3 separate regions of the Mus musculus genome follow, and regions 1 and 3 are each linked to region 2. The links are chromatin contacts, called in public Hi-C maps. All regions are on one chromosome and are shown on one strand. The core of a region is the stretch at or near the end of the contact, and the rest is flanking DNA. Distances in the headings are between cores, read along the strand shown.

Region 1 (4,311 bases), core at 769-3,268, 200 kb before region 2:
GTCTCTGTCTCCCAAAGGCTGAGATCACAGGTGTGTTCCACTGTGCTGAACCATAGTACGAACATCGAATACTAAAAAGAAACAGTTCCAGAGTCCTCTACATAGCCTTGAATTCACTGTTTCAGAATATTTTACAATGATTATTGGTCTTTAAAATCATAACCTACTAAAATTATCCATTCCCTTTCTATATCCAATCCATATGTTTGCTGCTTTCAATTTTATATTAAGCCATAGGTCTTATTTCATCACATGTACTTTACATATATACAAAAATCAACTGTGTGTACTGGATGATCTACAATAAAGGCCACCTTAATGATATATAGTAACCACAATGACATTGAGATGTGTTTATGAGAAGCAAGCATGAGACAGCAACAAATCAGAGACAACTAGAGACCACTACGGAACATTCTAAAGAACAGATGTGGAACCTGTAAATGCAAGAGTTTAATGGATAGTGAGAGCTAGTTACATATAAGACAATGCAGAGATTGCTACGCAGAATTCAGTAGGCATAATAGTATCTGCTATAAAGATTCTAATTAAGTAATTCCCCACTTCTGCCTTCCGTGTTATTATGAGTGGTGGCCTCTTTTCTAGTAGAAATTCTTAAATACTCTAAAGGCTCCCAGTCAAGATGACACCTTGAATTAGCACGTAGCCATCTCTGACATTCACATACAGTGAGTGCTGCTGGGTTTGATATTTTTAAATGGTTAAAGGCGAACCTAAACCATATAGAAAGCATCCAATGTCTAGAAATAAAGTATTTTTAAAAACCAAAAAACTAAACAGATATAAGTGGATTCATCAAACTCTCAATCAATCTAAACCCAGAAATGCTCAGAATATATTCATTCATGTGTGCACCCACGGTAAAATTTCCCCAGAGATTAGCTGGTGAAAGGTTTTTTTCTAGGGCTGTCCTTTCTCCAGTGTCACCACAGGACAAGTGCGCATAGCCACAATGTAAAAGCCGACTCTATCTAGATAGGATAAATCATGCTCACAAAATCACAGGCAGGAAAGAATGGACACAAAGTCACACTAGGGAACTGTTGCTCAAGGTGAGCTTGCAAACTGAAATTTCTAGCATATTAAAAATGGCCAAGCTAAGAAAAGAAAGGGCAATCATTGAAATGTGGGGAAAAATGAATTTAAAATAGAAATGTTCCATATCGTCAGAGCAACAAATAATATCTGTAACATTAAAAAATATAAAAACAAAGCAGCCACATATGAATAGAAATAGGAAAAGAAGACATTTGGGAGTGTAGAAATTAAAGTTAGGTACTAAAATATAATAAAAATACATAAATGATCTACTCCATATAGCCAGAGTCAAAATTAATTTTAGAAAAGATATATATTCTCCCATAGCAAAGCACAAAGAAATAAAGCAAGAAAACATAAAGCACAAGGTATGATATATTAATAAGGATGATTAAAAGAGCATATTAAACTTCTTCAGAGAAACTATTGAATACAAACAGACATTAAAGTCTAACTTCTATTCTAGTAAGCAAGGGAAAAAAGCTAGAAAAGTCTGTCTGACAAAAATCATAACGAGGAATGGAGAGAATTTAAGAAAATAATCTGTTCAATGATTTTGATTGAATTTACATAAATCAATAATAAAAACAAATGTAAGTAGATTAAAATTTTGTAATAAAATCCATCAAATTCACCCAATATCTTATGAAACATACAAAATAATAATAATGAAACTTTGAATAAGCTTAAAGACCATACACTAGGTCAAAATTATAACACTAGGCTATTACCTGCCATTTTCATGGCATTGACATTCACAGAAAGTAGGATCATAAAAACAGTGATGAATGGAAATTGCAGCAGGGATCAGTGACTTCCTCACACCATGTCAGATGTAAACACAGAGGCACACCCTTTAAACTGGTGATAACAGGTTTTATCTAGTAACTACAGGGACAGAACCCAGCTCTGTCATTCCATATGGGACAGAGGTGAAGTGCAGTGTCAAAGGAGAAAGAGAGATAAGCATGGGCACTCAGACAAGTCTGAGAAAAGACACTTCACAAAGGAGCGTTGGTGGCGGGATGAAAGGTGGAAGCTGGCTGATAAGGAATCAAAACAAGGTTGCCATGCCTCCACAGACGCTGGGAGATAGAGCTTATCCTTCTTGACTTCTGCAATTGTATGGGATGCCCAGCCCCTCTCAAGAGTGGAAATAGCAAGCTCTGGACATTTACAATTGTGACCTGCTTTATGTGCTAAGAAAGGGCATCTCATCACTCTGAGGAGTGATGGAACCATCCTGGGGATGCTACTTCTTGCTGCTAAATTACCTATTTGGGGGCTAGTATCTTAGTGCAAAGGTTTGCATGGCATCATTCTGTGTAGAATTCTGTGTAGAATTTTGCTGTAGTTGTATATACCCTCAGGGAAAAAAATCTACACACACTCCACCTAGCTGGTCTCAACAAGTTTTGCTTACAAATGGTTTTTGTGATATGGTATCATTAATTCCATTCAACCTCAAACTTTGAGTATATGTCCTTTAGTAGTGTGACAAAATGGTAGACAGGACAAAACACTTTCTGCGCATATTGGAGCCTTTGAGTTGTGTGAAAGAAAAGCCATTGTTCAGGTGTTTAGATCATGACATGAACTACTATGCTCCCCATGACAAATCATTTATAAGTGAAAGAATGAATACCAGACAAACTCTGGTTTTCAAAGTTTGGGGTTTTGGTGTATATTTTTCTGAACAATAAATGTAGTAAGTCTGACAAGTCAAGGAAAACAACTGACAACTAACAATATCTGTTGCCAGTGATGAAATCCAAGCTTTCAAGTGAAAATTAGAAAATTAGAATTTTGTAAAATTGGTATTCATCACTGTGAGCTTGAAAGCACTGCAATATTTTAAAAGTGTTCTAAGAAGATCATGGTTATATTAATAAATGTGATTTTTGGCACTTTGTAATGAAAATTTCTTCACTTGAAAGATCTGTATAATTCAGTGAACCAGTATTTTTCCAAATGCTTAGCATTACAAAATCAAATAGAAATACAAAGAGAGTGCAAGAACAGACAGAGAGCATTACAGAAAGCCACAGCCAACCAAAGGCCATGGTTGTAAAACCCAATGGATAAATGTGCTGATATACAATACAACTCTTATATTTATGGCTCAGGGATCATTCTGGAAAACAGGGCAGAAAGATTCTATGAGTCAGAGCAAGAAGTTTGCTATGAGACTGTACCTCCTAGAAATGTCTGAGAAACTACACCCATCAATATGGATGCCATGACCTGTACAGAGACATCATCAATAGACACGCTAATGGGAAAGGGGTAAAACCCATGAAGCCTCACCACAGATGATGAAGTACAAGCAACTAAGGAATGCCAGGAGTGGAGGGAACAGTCACCTCCAGGCAAGAGCACATTAATTGAGTATCCAATACCAAATGGTCAGTTCTAAAGATGTGTGTGTATGTTTGTGTGTGTGTGTGTGTGTGTGTGTGTGTGCACACACGCGTGCATGTATCAGCATTATACAGGCTGAGCAGTTGTATTTGGTTGTATTTACTATTTATATATTTAGCAAAAAATAGACACACACACACACACACACACACACACTCCTGAAAAAGGTAAAGGGAAGGGGCTGTGAATTTGATAACGAGCAAGAGAGGGTTACATAAGAGTGGCTGGGGAGAGAGAGAGAGAGAGAGAGAGAGAGAAGAGAAGAGAAGAGAAGAGAAGAGAAGAGAAGAGAAGAGAAGAGAAGAGAAGAGAAGAGAAGAGAAGAGAAGGAAGAAAAATGATGTAATTATCTTATAGTCTTAAAACATTGTTTTAAAATTATTTTTAAGAAGTGCAAGGTAAACAACTGGTTTCGGCATAACAGAGCAACTGAAAGAGTTTATTGACTTGAATTCATACTGACCTTGCCACTATCTATACATAGAAAGATACTGTTGTGTTTCATTATTCATGCGACTCCACATATTGTTGATATTCCTAGTCATGATGAAAATGATGAAAAGACCTTATATATTAGTTCTACAAAAATTAAGGCACAATTGCTATGGTATGCCAATCATAAGATTATTAACAGAAAAGTCAAGGGGATGGGACATTCCTTAGTGGTAAAAAGCCTGCAGCATAAGCAGAACGGCTTGAGTTGAGATCACCATTACTCACATAAAAGACAGACACAGTGACCCTCAGCTGGACTCAAAGTGTGGGGAGAGGGAATACTTGGAGCTTGTTAGCCAGCATGGCCAACTGATGAGTTCAATAAGAGCTCCTGAC
Region 2 (4,402 bases), core at 1,876-4,375:
CTCTCAAATAGTAAGGTCTTCCAGCTTCCTTTCCCCCAGTCCTTAAATAGCTTCTATTTGGTTGTGAGGCTTGGCCCTACAGTCAATGTCACATCTGGCCTCTTCAACACGTTCACCAGCTTCACCTTGAAGCCAGAGTCATGTTATAAGGTCAGGAAAGGATGCCCTGTAACATAGCCAATCCACTGCAGGAGCAAGCCATGCCTGCTACAAAACAGATCCAATGTGCTACACAAGACAGGTGACAGCTGGGAACAGCAGAGAGATGACAGCTGCAAGCTGAATGTGAGGGTAATCGGGGTAATCAGCAGCCTAGTGGGGAGAGCTCTGAAGCTCGGGGACAGGAGCACACCATTCAAATAACATGCCACTCTGGGTGATGATGAGCAAAGCAGCAGCAGACTGTCCAGGGTTGCTCTCCTCTAGCAAGCAGGAAGGGAGAGGCAGAAAGAGCTTGAGAGACAGCAAAGCCAGGAAGAAAAGCATTTCCCATATGACCTAAACCATTTCCTGTGAGCTGTAAACCAGTATAACCAAAGGGTCTTTAAACTTAAGTTTGCTTCCTTAAAACTGAGTCTGAGGCTGGACATGGTGCCATACATCTGTAATCCTAGTGCTAAGGACACTACAGCAGAAGGTCACTTAATTTAAAGATAAGATGGGCACAAAATATGTTCCAGGCTAACCCAGGCTATGGAGCAATCTGTTGTATCAACAGAAAAATAAAAGAAAGAAGGAAAAAAGTTTGAAAAGTTGTTGCCTCTGGTCCAAATCAAGCCAAAACAGCCTGCTTTCCCACAGCCCTTTGAACAAAGAACATTTTTATACTTTCTGTTTGCTTTGGTTTGGTTTGGTTTTCGAGACTGGGTCTCACGATGTAGTCCTGCAAGCCAGGAACTCAATGTAGACCAGGCCGGCTAAAAACTCAAAGGCAACTGATTGTAACAGCCTCCAGAAAGCTGAGTGTAAGGGCATGAACCACCCACTCCCAGCCTTTTAACCCTTTTAAAGAAAGTAGAGATGATTTGTGACTGAAAAACCTAAGTAATATTTATTGACACTTCACAGGGAAAAATTAATTCAAAGTCCTATATGAGCTTATATCCTCTAGTAGTTAAAATAAACTCATTTAGCAGAGTTTAATAAACTGAAAAAAAGAAAAACAAGACCACAGGAACCTCATATTCTCTGGACAACTGGATGTGGCATAGTACAGCCTGAGCCTAATTACTATTATCTTCAGGCCCTTGACTCTTACGGTAAGCTAGCTCGCTTAGTTTAAAAGAGCTGGCAGTTGGTAAAAAGGGAAACTGGTTGTTTAATTTTAGGACAACCTACAGATTATTCATATTACTTTATCTAGTTAGTCTCTTCCAAATGGCTCAGCAAGCAGACTAAATCATTTTCTCATCACATCTTTTTGTGTCCATTTTGGATAGTCACCACAGGAAACAACTTACATGTATTTAATTTTTTCTTGGGATCCCTGAGGCAGGGTTACAGAAACATTGGGAAGGAAGCTTTGCTCACGAATGGGCTCTCCATACTCGGAACACTGTTTGGTATGTATTCATTACATGTTTATTATCAAATCTCAATATTAGCAAATTAATATGTGAATGAGCAAACCATTATTACTGAGGTACAGAGAAGACCAAAGATGTGGCTGGAACCTGAACTCATGTGGTCTGACACATTCTAAGTGGAAGAATATGTGTTTCCATCTGAGTTTAACTGTGGTTCAACTATTTAAAGCAGTGGTTGGGTCTCAACCTTCCCTGATGCTACAACCCCTTCAATATAGTTCCAAACGTTGTGGTGACCCTAAACCATACCATTCTTTTCTTTGCTACTTCATAACTGTAATTTTGCTACTAAGCTGGGTCTCCGTTCCTAAGACCTAAATGTGTGTCCCAGTGGTCGCGACCCACAGATTGAGATCCAACATGTGCGTCATCACTGGCCTGCTACTGCAACTAGAAGTTGAGTTTCCGATGTATGTCTACACCCAGGATGATCCGTATGCTTTAGGAAAACACAAGCAGAACTCAGAACGTGTTCATGTTAACAGAATCGCCACTCTCCTAAGAAATACAATGCCATTCTTTCAAATACTAAGAGTTTGTAAAAAAAAAAAAAAAAAAAAAAAAAAAAGAATAATTTAACGTAAGTGCAAAGTTTGTTGCCAGTTAACTTTAAAAAAAAAAAAAAAAGTTGCAGTTAACACTGTATTTGTAGTAAAGACTGAAGGCTTAACATTCGCTACTGCCAAAGAGAAAAAAGGGGAAAGAAGTATATTTCTTGGTAGTATTCGATAAACAGCCTCAGGTAAGAAAGTACCACTTAGGAGTGCATTTCAGACTGAATAAAATCCAAGAGAGGGCATGTTGGAGGATCAGTGGTACAGGGCCATAATCTAACTAAGTTAAAATTGCGATGCTCAACAAACTGCCATCGCCAAACTACCGGTCACCAGGTCCCTAGCCTCCCATTCCCCACGCCGAGCCTGCTACTAGAGAAAGGACCAAAAGGTCAGCCTCACAGGGGCTGTTGTGCCCCGCACGCAACCACGGGACCACGCTCCCAGAGGACCGAACTCCAGGACCCCAGCAGCACTAGCTCGGCTCAGCTCCGAGCGTCACCTTCGGGGAGTGACCAACGAGCTGCGCTTTGAGCCACGCCCCGAAGGCAGTTCTCCCGCGAAAATTCGAAAAGTGCCGTTTGAGTCATCTTCGTTGCAGGTGGCTGGGAAGCCACTCAGAAAACTCAGGAGTGGGACACGGAGGGACAGACGACACTAGGTCGCCAGGCCGGTCCTTACCAGCGGGAGCAGCGCAGCAGCTTCTCCAGGCGGGCAAGCGCCGCGCGGCTGTGGGCCCAAAGCCCGTCGGTAGCCGGCTCCATGGCGGGCACGGGAGCAGGCTGGTTCCCAGAGCAGACCCTCGGCGGCCGGCGTGGCATTCCCACAGAGGAGGGGAGGTCAGGTTTGCTCTAGCGCCGCACCCCGCTGGTCACCGCCGGATCCTGCTGCGTGCGGAGTCTCTGAATTGGTCGGACGCCTCCGGCTCGGAGGCTGAAACGCGGTAAAACTCAGAGATGGAAGGACCCGGCTTTAGGCCACGCCCTCAAGGCCTGAGGGCGGGGCTTTAGTAATGCGGTCCAAGTTCCGGAAATGGAGAGGCGAGGCTTGAGAGGCCACGCCCTCAGGAGGTGTAGGGCGGACCGCGGAAACCAAAGTGCCAAGGCGCGGGGTTGAGGAGGCGTGGGGAGAAGTCACCTAGGCCTGTGGCCCTAGGAGGCGGGGTATAGCGCGCTCAAACTTCCTGAGCGGGAAACTGAGCGGCGGGGCCTCAGGCCACGCCTTCAAAGAGGCGGGGCTCCCCATGGGTTTCATTCCCACCCCCTCTCAGTTTACTGAAACTGTGCTTACCTAGAAGTTGGATTCTAACCCTCCCATAGCCTCAGGAGCTTGCCGCTGAAGCCATCTACAAAGAGTGGCATTCAAGCTACTGTTGAACTTGGACAAGCTTTTCCCATGACAATAAAAGTACTACCCTTTATATAAGAAAGTTCTCTTTTTCTCCTTGCTGTAGGATATAAGAATCCGCTAAATACTAAGTTTCAATTTCACTTTTTAACTAGCTGTAAATATCCGACCAAGGGCATCTCTTAGAAGTTCTGGTGTGCTTTTAAAATATGATAAACTGCATAAAACGTTTTTGTTTGCTAGAGGGTCTACCCTCCCCGGGGATTTTTTTTTTTTTTTTTTTTTTGAAACGGCGTCTGTTTGCCAACCTAGCTTAAACTGTGAAGCTAAGGGTGACCTTGAACTTCTCAGTTTGCGATCCTCCACCTCTGCGCGATAGGGGATTACAGATATGCACCACCACGCCCAGCTTACATGGTGCTGAACTGAGTTTAGAGCCTCCTTTATGCTAGAAGTATTCTACCAGCCAAATCCATAGACCCTCCTGCGGATCTGAATATTAACACTGGGCAAGCACAGCCCGCCCTCTCCACAGCTTCCAACCTATGAACACATTCTTGCATATCCCCTTTTATTTCTCTGTCTCTGCTTAACCGCCCCAGCTGCCTCTGTTTACCTTAAAGTTGTTCCTTCTTACTGGAATCCACACATCTGCCTAGATTGCCTCCCATCCTTAGGCCTCACTAAAGATATACAAGACATTACCAAACACAAAATTAGTCTTGGCACTACCCTGATTAAACTCTAAAGGTGGAAAGGCCTGGAAGGTCCTTTAATCCCAGCACTAGAGGCATGGAAATGGGGGGAGGGGGGGGGAAGAGCAGGTGGATCTCTGAGTTCAAAGCCAGCCTAGTCAACAGAGTTCTGAGACAGTCAAGACAAACCCTATCTCAAATAAATAAACAAACAAACAAA
Region 3 (4,369 bases), core at 657-3,156, 130 kb after region 2:
GGGCTATACAGAGAAACCCTGTCTCAAAAAAACAAAAACAAACAAACAAATAAACAAAAACTGTTTTAAAAAAAGTTTATACTTTTGAGGCAGGAAGCATAGGGAATAGCTGGGCAATCTGGGTCTCCACTTGGTTTAGATTATACACACCCATGTTCTAATATGCTTACAATTCTTTCCTGCATGTACTATTTACCCACACCTGAGACCCATGCACCCACCAACCTATTAGTCATCCAGGACCCCTACCTGCATTGAGCTACATGCATATTCCACATTAAACAGTAGAATATTTTTCCCATTAATGAGCAACAAACACAGTCAGTTTCTATTTTATCATACTTCAGTAATATCTGGGAACGAAGGTAGATTTATCTAGTCTACACTGGATAGGGGTGTGTGTACAATAAAGCAAGCTATGTTCTCTAAGTGATTTTTTAAAAAAGTGTGTGTGAGTGTGTTTGAGTGTGCATGAGTGCATGAGGGGTGTGTGTGTGCATGTGTGTGTGTGTGTGTGTGTGTGTGTGTGATGTGATTACAGGTGCCTACAGAAGCCAGAAGAGGGTGTCAGATCTCCCAGAGTTAGAATTTCAGGCTGTTTTAGGTCACCCACTGTGGGTTCTGGAAACCAAACTAACCAAACTCAGGGCTACTGCAAGAGAGCAAGCATTTCTAATTGCTAAGCCATCTCTTCAGGACCCCTAAATGAACTTTTACAGTGAATGACCTATTTTCCACTTTCTGTATATCTGTAATAGGGTAGTCATATGGCTATTGTCAAATACATCATGGGAAAGGACAGGAATCCTTAAGCAAAGACTTATGTGACTCAAGACTGTCATCAAAACACATTTAAAATATGCCCCATAGCAAACAAATCCTGCATTCTTTTGAAACCCATAAAAGGAAATCTCATACTAATCAAGGTCCTTAAATACTCTTGTGGCCAGTTATCACTCCTGACAATGTATTCTCTTGTAGACTTGTTCTATTATTTGGCATTAAATAAAGTTTTCTTGCTACTGTGAATAAGAGACCAAGAGCATCGAAACATTGACCCTGACTCTGACTTCTGGTAACAATCTTAAGTTATAGAAAATATCTTTTGAAGATGATAAACTTGATTGTTACTTGTAAGAATAACCCAAAGAGACAAAAAAAGCAAAGCAAAAACAAAACAAAAGCAACCAAACAAAAAATAGACAAACAAACAATAATTGGGGCTCAGTATAAGATGAAATTCTTTCAACTGGAAACCTTAGGCTCTGACTATTCTCTAAATGCTGAAATTTTGAGAGGATTTCTAGAATCAGTACAATGCAAGCTCACCATCTACTTTATGTTAAGCAAATATAGGCACAGTCTTCCATAGAAAACTGTGGTTTCAGGAGTTTTCTTTTGTAAAAATTTAATCTTATTATTATATAATTTGTATCTGTGCTTGCACACATGAGTGTGCAAGCACCAGGGCATGGTTTCTGGAGGTCAGAGGACCACTGGCAAGAGTTAGGTTTTGCCTTTCCCTGTAGGTTCTGGGTGACAGAACTCAGGCCGTCAAGCTTATGTGACAAACACCTTTTTACTGGTCACATTATCTTGTCACCATTACTTCTGCGTTTATTATTAGGAAGCTGAAACCAAGCCACGTCACGACAAAGTCAAAGACAGCTCTCACTATGCAGAACTTCCCAGAGGACCTCACTGAAGGACTTTAGCGTTCATTTAGTTCTCTTTTTAAAATAAACCCCACGAGGAAGATATTAGTACTTATGCTCATTCTAAAAATAAACTGGTTACAGTGACAAAGTCACTGTGTCCAAAGTGACAAAGTTACAGGTGTCCAAAGTCATGCTGATGGGAAACTGGTGGTGAACTTTGAAAGTAGAAGCTGAAGCCAGGGACTGGTTCAAAGTCCACTCCCTAGCTGTGCTGTCCACAGCCTGTCTGAGGAGGCAGCAGCATTGGCATGCCTGGACATTTGTTGGAAATACAGAATCCTGGACTCTATCCCAGACTTATGATCAATATCTTCATTTTAATAAGATTTCTAGGTGACTTATGTGTACACTCATATGAGAAGCTGTTCTCCAAACCCCTGCTTTCTAATATCCCTCAGATGAGAAACAATCAATGTTATGAGTGCTTACAAAAGTGTACTTGGAGTGAGTGTGCATGTCTTAGCCATGGTGGGGTGGGCAGTCAAAAGCCAAACACAAGGCACATCTGATTGTACTGTAAACAAGACTTCTTCAATCTCCTTTGTGGTGGTTTGTATAAGCTTGGCTCAGGGAGTGGCACTATTAGGAGGTGTGGCCTTGTTGGAGTAGGTGTGTCACTGTGGGTGTGGGCTTTAATACCCTAGTCCTAGCTGCCTGGAGTTAGTTTTCCACCTGCAGTCTTCAGATGAAGATGTAGAACTCTCAGCTCTGCCTGCACCATGCCTGCCTGGATGCTGCCAAGCTCCCAGGTTGATGATAATGGACTGAACCTGTGAACCTGTAAGCCAGCCCCAATTAAATGTTGTCCTATATAAGACTTGCATTGGTCATGGCATCTGTTCACAGTAGTAAAACCCTAACTAAGACACCTTAAAGACAGAAACAGGCACTTGTCAAGAATACAACTTGTTCCCTAATCACCAAGTTGGAAGCTGTATTTTATTTTATTTTATTTTAATTTTTTAAAGAAAGTGCCCTAAATGATTCCCATGTTGAGGAATCATTTGATTCTCTGCAGTTGAAGACTGCATTGAGTTAAGCTTTACAATCAATAAGTAATGGAGACAGGGAATCACTATACCTGAAAAACTGTGTCTTAATTCAAAGTGTTATATTGTCATCCTTAAGTAAGAGCCCATCAAAGAAAGGTCTGTTATTTTTTGTTTGTTTGTTTGTTTGTTTGTTCCAATAAGGCAATGAAAAAGAGTTTCTGGGTACAAAGGATGGCAGAGCTCGGGGTCCACGCAGCAGTGAGGAGAGCAGAGATTTCCAGAGGATGATCGAGGCTACATCTTTTGAAGCTGTAACCTGCCATGGAGATGGTGGCTTCAGGCTTGGGAAGCCTGATGACATTAAATACTATAATCACATAATTAACTTGCTTCAGCTCTCTGCTCAGCAAGCAACCTTCTGATTAAAGCTCAAGTTCCTATGCAGCATGCTTTAAAGTGGAGATTTGTTGGCTGGGGGATAGGCGTGTTCAGTTCAGGTTTTTGTAGTAAATCAATAATCCACCATTCACATTTCATCCATCAGCATCCTGACATTTGATGTGAGTTCATTCTTGGGAGGATGGTGTTAACCCCTTGATGCTGTTAAACAAAGAGTCTGAGGATATATTGGGAGCTGGGGTCTGATGACAGGTTTGTGTAGGAAAGGTCTATCTGAGTAGACCTACCAGAGCCCATTTCCTTTGATGCTGTTGTCAAACTAGGATGCTGTAGACTCTAGAGTCTAGAGGAATAACAGAAATAGAATGAGTACATCATCAAATAGGATTTATTAGACTGACTTAAGCAATGTGGGTTGGGTGGCTCAACAATAGCTATCTATCAATGCTGGAGAGGCCGAGAACCCAGTAGTTGTCTATTCCATGATGCTGGATAATGGTAGTTCCAATATGGTACCATATTGGCTTGGAGGATTCTTTGGTCTATGTTGGAAGGTCAAAGAAACTGGATTCCAATGTAAATGAAGGATAGCAACGGCAGCAATAGTAAATCTCTAAGGACAGCATGCAAAACCAATTGTTTTTCTTTCCTACATCTTTATATCTGAGATGCCACGGAAAGGAAATCTCTACTCTGTGAGGAGAGACTTCTCCCTCTAGTTACTTCTTCCAGGTAATACCATTCCTGGAAAGCATCCAGAGGCATGGGTCTTAGTTGATTGTAGACTCAGTCAAGTGGCCAACAAGACTAACTATCATGGGTGTGTAGCTGTTTCTTCTGATTTAAACGTTCTCTTCTGGAGGAAGGATTGAGGTCAGCAGGCTAAAGAAACTTACAAGACCCACAAAACCCCTTCTTGATCTTGTTTAAGCAGCTAACATTTGCTATGGGTAGGATATCTTTGATAATGTAGGTGCCTACAACACAAAGAACGCTAGTGGTCCAACTTTCATGATCTATCTCTCTGCTAGAGTGAACTTTTGATAGCATAGTTGCCTGTAGTAAAAATATTAAAAATCCCGGTGTTGGTATCAGGACCTCTGAAACCTGTAACATCACATAGGCGGGACCTGAACACCTGTTGCCAAGGCAACAGCCACCATATTCCCAGAATCTTCTTGGCTCACTTCCCACCTTTACCTGTGTTATGTCATCACCCCATATATAAAGAAAGGCCCTCCTGATCTCTCTCTTTTTGTT

The links. Hi-C and Micro-C count contacts between places; a contact is called where the count stands out from the background.
Region 1: a Hi-C map of the G1E-ER4 cell line shows a contact between it and region 2, with 3 times the contacts expected there. The contact joins the enhancer-like site here to the promoter of Bard1 in region 2. A contact is called at or near these places in 1 of 39 promoter capture datasets (fetal liver), 9 of 484 Hi-C or Micro-C datasets (the C2C12 cell line, the G1E-ER4 cell line, adipose-derived mesenchymal stem cells and 2 more) and 1 of 9 other capture datasets (liver).
Region 3: a Hi-C map of liver shows a contact between it and region 2, with 2.3 times the contacts expected there. The contact joins the enhancer-like site here to the promoter of Bard1 in region 2. A contact is called at or near these places in 4 of 484 Hi-C or Micro-C datasets (the AML12 cell line, embryonic stem cells and liver), 2 of 115 datasets of contacts at active chromatin or transcription factors (both in embryonic stem cells) and 1 of 9 other capture datasets (adipose tissue).

What each region holds. Positions count from the first base shown.
Region 1 is chr1:70,900,468-70,904,778 of GRCm38.p6, forward strand. All of the region lies in intron 1 of Gm29906 (a long non-coding RNA gene), which reads right to left. Among named protein-coding and RNA genes, the nearest start is that of Gm29906, 16 kb to the right of the region's middle. Within about 2 kb of position 2,019, at least 13 of the 459 cell types and tissues checked have an H3K27ac peak or open chromatin away from gene starts, as enhancers often do. A contact at or near this core is called in the G1E-ER4 cell line, where this site is marked.
Region 2 is chr1:71,099,847-71,104,248 of GRCm38.p6, forward strand. It overlaps Bard1 (BRCA1 associated RING domain 1), which reads right to left and starts at 3,126. Exons shown (of 11, transcript NM_007525.3): 1 at 2,822-3,126. The coding sequence starts at 2,961.
Region 3 is chr1:71,229,510-71,233,878 of GRCm38.p6, forward strand. No RefSeq gene overlaps it. Among named protein-coding and RNA genes, the nearest start is that of Gm39659, 96 kb to the right of the region's middle. Within about 2 kb of position 1,907, at least 5 of the 459 cell types and tissues checked have an H3K27ac peak or open chromatin away from gene starts, as enhancers often do. A contact at or near this core is called in liver, where this site is marked.